Regions from separate parts of the Rattus norvegicus genome. Here region 2 is linked to region 1. The links are chromatin contacts, called in public Hi-C maps. All regions are on one chromosome and are shown on one strand. Each heading gives the region's core, a stretch centred on a gene start, on an enhancer-like site or on the middle of the called end of the contact. The rest is flanking DNA. Distances are from core to core; before and after follow the strand shown. Region 1 overlaps Pgd (phosphogluconate dehydrogenase). Region 2 overlaps Ube4b (ubiquitination factor E4B).

Region 1 (3,022 bases), core at 216-2,715:
ACTTTTAATCCCAGTATTTGGGAGGCAGAAGCTGGCAGATCTCTGCAAGTTCATGGCCAACCTGGTCTATACAGAGTTCCAGACAACCCGGGAGTTACATAGAGGAACTTAAAAAAAAAAAAAACAAAAAACCAACCCTCCCCTCCCCCTCCGCCTTCCTTCTCTTTTCTGGTCCCCGTTGCAGGTGACCCCTTGTGCCAGGTGACTGAGAGCTCTACTGCTGAGTCACACTACCAGCCCAACAGGTTGGGCAGCCTTCTACCTAGAGGAAGGTAGGGGTCCGAGATAGGGTCTTGGTATGCCTAGGCTGGCTTTGAACTCTCCACACTCCCTGCCAGGGTTGGACTAGAACCCATGTAAACAAAAGCACAGCCCATCAGGCACCAGGTATGTACTTGAAAACTGTGCTGTGGAGGGAGGCAGAGGCAGGTGAATGTCTTGGCTGAGCTTTGGGTCACGGTGAGAGACCATTTCAAACAAACCGATGGACTTGCACATGCGTGAGCACACACAGAGCACACCGGGAAGTGCCATTAGGACAGCTCTGAGCTCAAGCCCTAACCACATGGCCTTCATTGTACACTCGTCCCCTGGCAGCTTTGCCTCTTGGTTTCTTGTGGGTTGTGTTCATTGACATGTGTGTCCGGAAACACAGATACCAGCTGAGAGCTTGTTGGAAATGCAGAATGGGGGATCAGCCCCAGGGACCCCTTTTTCACTCTCCAGGGGGACACCGTGCTGGGGAATCTGTTAATCAGTATACCTAAGTGTGTGCTACACACGGGACACTGGACAGAGGCCTTCTGAACACTTGTACAGTGAACTCCCCACTGCGACAGCAGAGCCCTGGTACAAGGCAGACCACATCCTCACAAGGAGCTGCCGAGGTGTGGAATACCAAATGCTATTGCTGTCATGGAGACTCATGACATTTTCCTATGAGAAAACAGATATGACAGGAAACGATATTCCAGTCACACAGCTACTAGGAAAGGGGGCTGGTTACAGATCTGACCTGACCTGACTTTTCACAGCTTCTTCTTGGAGGTGAACTAGAAAGGGCTAGAGTTCACCCTGGTCAACCCTTGGATTTCACTTTAGTTCAAGCTCACCCTCCGGTTTCTCTGTTGTGTCTCCTCAGAATTCCCTCTGTTCTCCAAGTATCCATCTGCCTCAGAGTAAGGATGATAAGCAAAGGAGTCTGTGCATGGGGCTGAGGGCAGGTAAGCCCTGGCCCTCACATCTAGGAAGATTTAAGAGTCAGTAAGCTTGGGTGCAGGGACCCACTCTCTACTCCGGGGGTGCTTGAGGGAAGGGGATCATGATTCCTAATTGACCAAACCCAGGAGGGGTGAGTAAAAACTGCTTTTCCATGTCAGCTCTGCCTCTCTGGAAGCTTCTGAGGCTCAAGTCAGAGACAGGAGGCCCCAGCTGTCCAAACAGACAGTGTTTGCTCTGTTCTCAGGCCACTACTGGGACGGACTCTAAAGCTGTCCAGAAAAAGCAGTCACAGAGCAGAGGTCCCTGCTGGCCTAACACAGTGGGATGGCCCAAGGCCAGGTAATGCAATCAGTAAACAAGACAGAGGAGAAGCCTCGGTCAGGAACAGACTCACCACACCGCAAGTCCCACCACACAGCAGGGAGGGACCTCGACAGACTGGTCAGAAGACACAAAGAGGCCAAGCCAGCCTAAAAAGTTTATTACAGGTGTGTGATCGGGCGGATGTCACGTGAACATCCAAGTGTGCCAGTAAGAAAAGACCCAAGAGAGCCTCTGCCCACCCACTCCTTGGCTCCTCACCTCCCCAGACTTACTCATTACCCTAAGTTAACGTGTCCTGTTTCAGTTGGAGTCTTAGGAAATCAAATCAAATCAATCCCCAATAGTGCAGACCTTTCTACCAGGCGCACCAGAGGAGTGAAGAGTGTCCCCACACACTCCTACTGGGTGTAGGACATCAGAACCCACACTCATGATCCACGGTCCGGCTGTACAACCCCACCCACCCCTCTGTGTGCGGGGAGCAGCAGGCTCTCTGACCCACATGGCACAGCTCAGTCAGGGAGCGGGCCATCACGCAGTGGAGCACAAGGTCAGTTCCTGGGCAGCGCAAAAGATCGAGGTGGAGCACGTGGTGACTTCTTCGGCGATCACAGCCAACACTTGGCTAAGAGCACTGAGCAGGAACTAGGGCAAAGAGGGGTGCTGAGTGCCGCAGAGGCTGTCCTGCCGCTGGGAGGGAGGGCAAAGCCACAGGCCCACTAGGCATTGTATGAAGAGGACGACACACTGCCACCGTGGCCTGTCCAGTTGGTGTGGATGAATTCTCCTGGTTTGGATAAGAGTTCATAGGTGTGGGCCCCAAAGTAGTCCCGTTGAGCCTAGGGGAGGATCGAACGCAGCTGGTCAGGGTGGTTCGCAGGCACACAGCCTTAGGAACCAGCCAGGTTAAGGCACCACGCCCTCCCAAGCTCACCTGGATGAGGTTGGCGGGCAGCATCTCATGTCTGTACCCATCGTAGAAGGAGAGGGCGGTTGTGAAGCAGGGCATGGGGATGCCCGCTTGCACCCCGGTGCTGATCACCCGGCGCCAGGAGTCCTGAGCAGAGAGCAGAAGGTCAGCGGCTGGGTTTGCCCCAGACACACTGAGCTTCCGGTCTCCAGGACAGACTCCAGAGAGACATCAATGCTACTAAACGAGACCCAGAGCACACAGCACCACCCGTTGCCAACAACGTACCTGGCAGTCGTCGACTGCTGACTTAAAGAAGTCATCTAGCAGTAGGTTCTGAAGTTCTGGGTTTCGCTCAAAGGCATCTTTAATTTTTCCCAGGAATACACTGAAATAATTTGCAAGAAATCAACCTTAAAGCAAGAGCAGCCAAGCCCCTGGAAATAAGCGCCAGCACTCGCTCTGCAGAGGTGCAGGTCACAGCCCGTGCACCAGAGCCAGCGGGACCTTCCCAAGTAGAGAGCCAATGAGGCGGCTCAGCAGCTTGGTCCGCCACCAAGTCCGACA
Region 2 (3,022 bases), core at 216-2,715, 210 kb after region 1:
AGGGTTATGTGTCCTAGAGTATGAGTGTGGCAGGGAGGGGTAGGAGGTTACACTGCGGTGGAGAACGCTTACTAATGATTCATTGCATACGCACATGTATGTTCTCTGCTTAGATTTAAATGACTGGATACAGAAATAGGCAAGGTATCAACAATAGTCCCATGTTACCTTGAGAGAAAAGAACAACCAAGAAACAACAGGGACACCTGAGCACGCGCTCAGGGCGTTTATTCTGGTGAGGAGATTACTACTGGGAAACGGGCCACGACGATGCCAATCAGCTACTGTACAAACCTTAAGCTGAGTTTTACAGCGCTTCAGCATTTCGCGGTGTCTGGTGGCCAGTGGGGAATCTTTCCACTGGCTTTCATTATTTTTCAAATCTTCCACGGTTCTGAAATTAACAAACAAACAAAACATCCTAAAGATCTAAGGAAAGAAAGCACCCAGGCCCATCTTATCCCAGCCCCTCTCTGACGTGACGGGTTTACACTCACATACTCTGCGTGTTTGTATGTTTGTGTGGTGTGTGTGTGTGTGTGTGTGTGTGTGTGTGTGTGTGTGTGTGTAGCCTTGGCCGTCCTAAATCTCTCTCTGTAGACCAGGCTGTCCTTGAACTCCACGCGCCTCTGTCTCCCAAGCACCAGTGTGAATACTGAGAGCCCCAGCACCTGGCCTCACACTTAGGTATTTTAAAATCTAGAGCACAAGCCAGGCAGTTGAGGTGCATGCCTCCAAGCCAAGCAGGTGGATCTCTGTGAGTTTAAGGCCAGCCTGGTCTACATAGAGAGTTCAAAGGTGAGAACTGTTTCAAAACAAAATAAAACCTAGAGTATATCCCAGTACAGTGAGTTCTGGTTTAACTGACAGAATTTTTCTTTCCAGTTGTGTGTGTGTGTGTGTGTGTGTGTGTGTGTGTGTGTGTGTGTGTGTGGTGGTGGTGGTGGTGGTTGTTGATAGGGTCCATAGGGTGTGTGACGGGCTTTCTCTATGTAGCCCTGACTGTCTTAGAACTTTGTATGCAGAACAGGCTGGCCTGAAACTCAATACAGCTACTAGCCTCTGCCTCCCAGTGTTAGGATTAAAGGTGAACACCACCACTGCATGGGTAATGTGTCTTAAAGAATGTTCTCCATGGCACTCGGGAGGCAGATAGAGGCAGATCTTTGAACTCAAGGCAATTAGTCTAGGTAGTGCGCTCCGGGCTAGGCCTACACAGTGAGACACACCAATGCCCCATCGCCCCTCCCCCAGACAGAACTGCACTTTAGACCCGATGAAGCGTAAGTGAATTTGTTGTTCCCTGGCTGTTCTGAGATGTTAAAAACAACTTTCTTGAAAAAGTTCCAAGCTCTTTTGCCAATGGTGCTTCCCTCTCTCCTCAGCGGGCCCTCCCGCTGTCTGGGCTGCTCTCTGTGGCCTGCGGGCTCACTCTGAGGTGCTCCAATGCCTATTGTGCAGGGCTGTCCTGAGATGCTGCCCAGTTTAAACACTGGCTTACCGCCCAGGATTCAATTTCCTCATGGTACTGTGTAGAAAACCAGAGCCTGCTAAATGTCTAAACCTCAGACTTCCCTGACTCCGTTGCTGTATTTTTTTTCTCACGGAGGGCAGAATAGCTTCTGGAAGCATGGTGGCAGGGCAGTTTGGGCTGAGGCTGTGGTTCTACTGCTAGACCAGGCCTCACCGAGAGCCCTTTTCTGCTATTCTAAAGAGTTAAAATCACCCCACACATCCTACTTATCTCAGAAAAACTGGACCATTTGGTCTTGGACAAGAGGATTAGAGACAAAATAACAGCTTTTTTAATGACTGTTGCTTGCTTCAAGGACTGAAGCACTACGTTAATAGTCAAGAACAACGGGCAAAGAACATGGGTTCAGTTCCTGCCACCCACATGGTGGCTCACAACCATCTCCAACTCCAGTCTCGGGATCTGATGCCTTCTTCTGACCTCCAAGGGCACCAGTGGCAAACAAACATACACGCAGGCAAAACACTCATAAACATCAATAAATAAATCTAAGTAAGTATACAGACATCACATCCCAATCCTGAGACAAAACCTGAAATATTTGGTTGTGGTGGTTAGGGACTTCAACTGAGAAAACATCTTAGTCCGATTGGCCTGTGGGCATTTTCTTTACTGACGATTGGTGTATGAAAGCCTAGCTTACTGTGGTGGTTCAGTTCTACAACAAGGCAAACTGAGGAAGCCATGGGGAGCAAGCCAGTGAGGACTGTTCCCCCATGGCCTCTCCTTTAGCTCCTGCCTCCATGTTACTGCCCTGATTTCCTGTCCTTGAGGGCTCTACTATGTAAGTCAACAAACCATTGCTTCTAAGTTGCTACTGGTCATGGTGTTTATCAATGGCCACACAGGGCAAAAGGGGCTTTGTAGCTGTAAAGGTTTCCTACATTATAGGGTTATCATGAAGGTCTTTCTAAGAGAAATATTGGGTAGGACAATTAGCCAGTGAAGTGGATATCTGGAGAAACTCTGTCACTGACTTAAAAACCAGGTAAATGTATCATGAAGCAAGAAAGTAGGAAGCTTCCAGAAGGTGAAAAACTGAGGTAACACTCTCCCCACAGAGTCTCCAAAAGGGATGGGACACTGATTCTGACTTCAGAGCAATGACATAGTCACTGTGGGGAGGCCAAAGCAAGTGAGCACAATGACACACATGGGTCTGGGCGCTGCATAAAGGAACAGGCACAGGGCCTGGCCTAGTGAAGTTCCACTTCCTGTTTGGGGACAGAACGCTGGCAGCCTTCAAGCTTGTGAGAGAAGGCAGTGAACCATGACCCCTCAGAGGCAGAGCCATCTACCACAACCAACACACGCACAGGCTAATTCCATGGCCTTCCACAGCTGCCTACCGGGAAGTCAGGGTCAGGACCAGGACTCAAATGGCTCACAAGTCTGGGGGACGGTGATAACGCCATGCACCCACACCTCTAAATCTAAGCAGCTTGTTGGCAGAGACTGCTCTTGTAATGACCTGTCACCTTGCAGAGC

What was found. Hi-C and Micro-C count contacts between places; a contact is called where the count stands out from the background.
Region 2: a Hi-C map of liver shows a contact between it and region 1, with 2.7 times the contacts expected there. The contact joins two enhancer-like sites.

The regions. Positions count from the first base shown.
Region 1 is chr5:164,864,151-164,867,172 of GRCr8, forward strand. It overlaps Pgd (phosphogluconate dehydrogenase), which reads right to left. Exons shown (of 13, transcript NM_001305435.1): 11 at 2,744-2,843; 12 at 2,480-2,602; 13 at 1,680-2,384. The coding sequence ends at 2,265. Among named protein-coding and RNA genes, the nearest start is that of Cenps, 9.0 kb to the left of the region's middle. Within about 2 kb of position 1,466, at least 33 of the 93 cell types and tissues checked have an H3K27ac peak or open chromatin away from gene starts, as enhancers often do. A contact at or near this core is called in liver, where this site is marked.
Region 2 is chr5:165,073,731-165,076,752 of GRCr8, forward strand. Ube4b (ubiquitination factor E4B) reads right to left here. Exons shown (of 27, transcript NM_001271198.1): 17 at 295-394. Among named protein-coding and RNA genes, the nearest start is that of Kif1b, 49 kb to the left of the region's middle. Within about 2 kb of position 1,466, at least 47 of the 93 cell types and tissues checked have an H3K27ac peak or open chromatin away from gene starts, as enhancers often do. A contact at or near this core is called in liver, where this site is marked.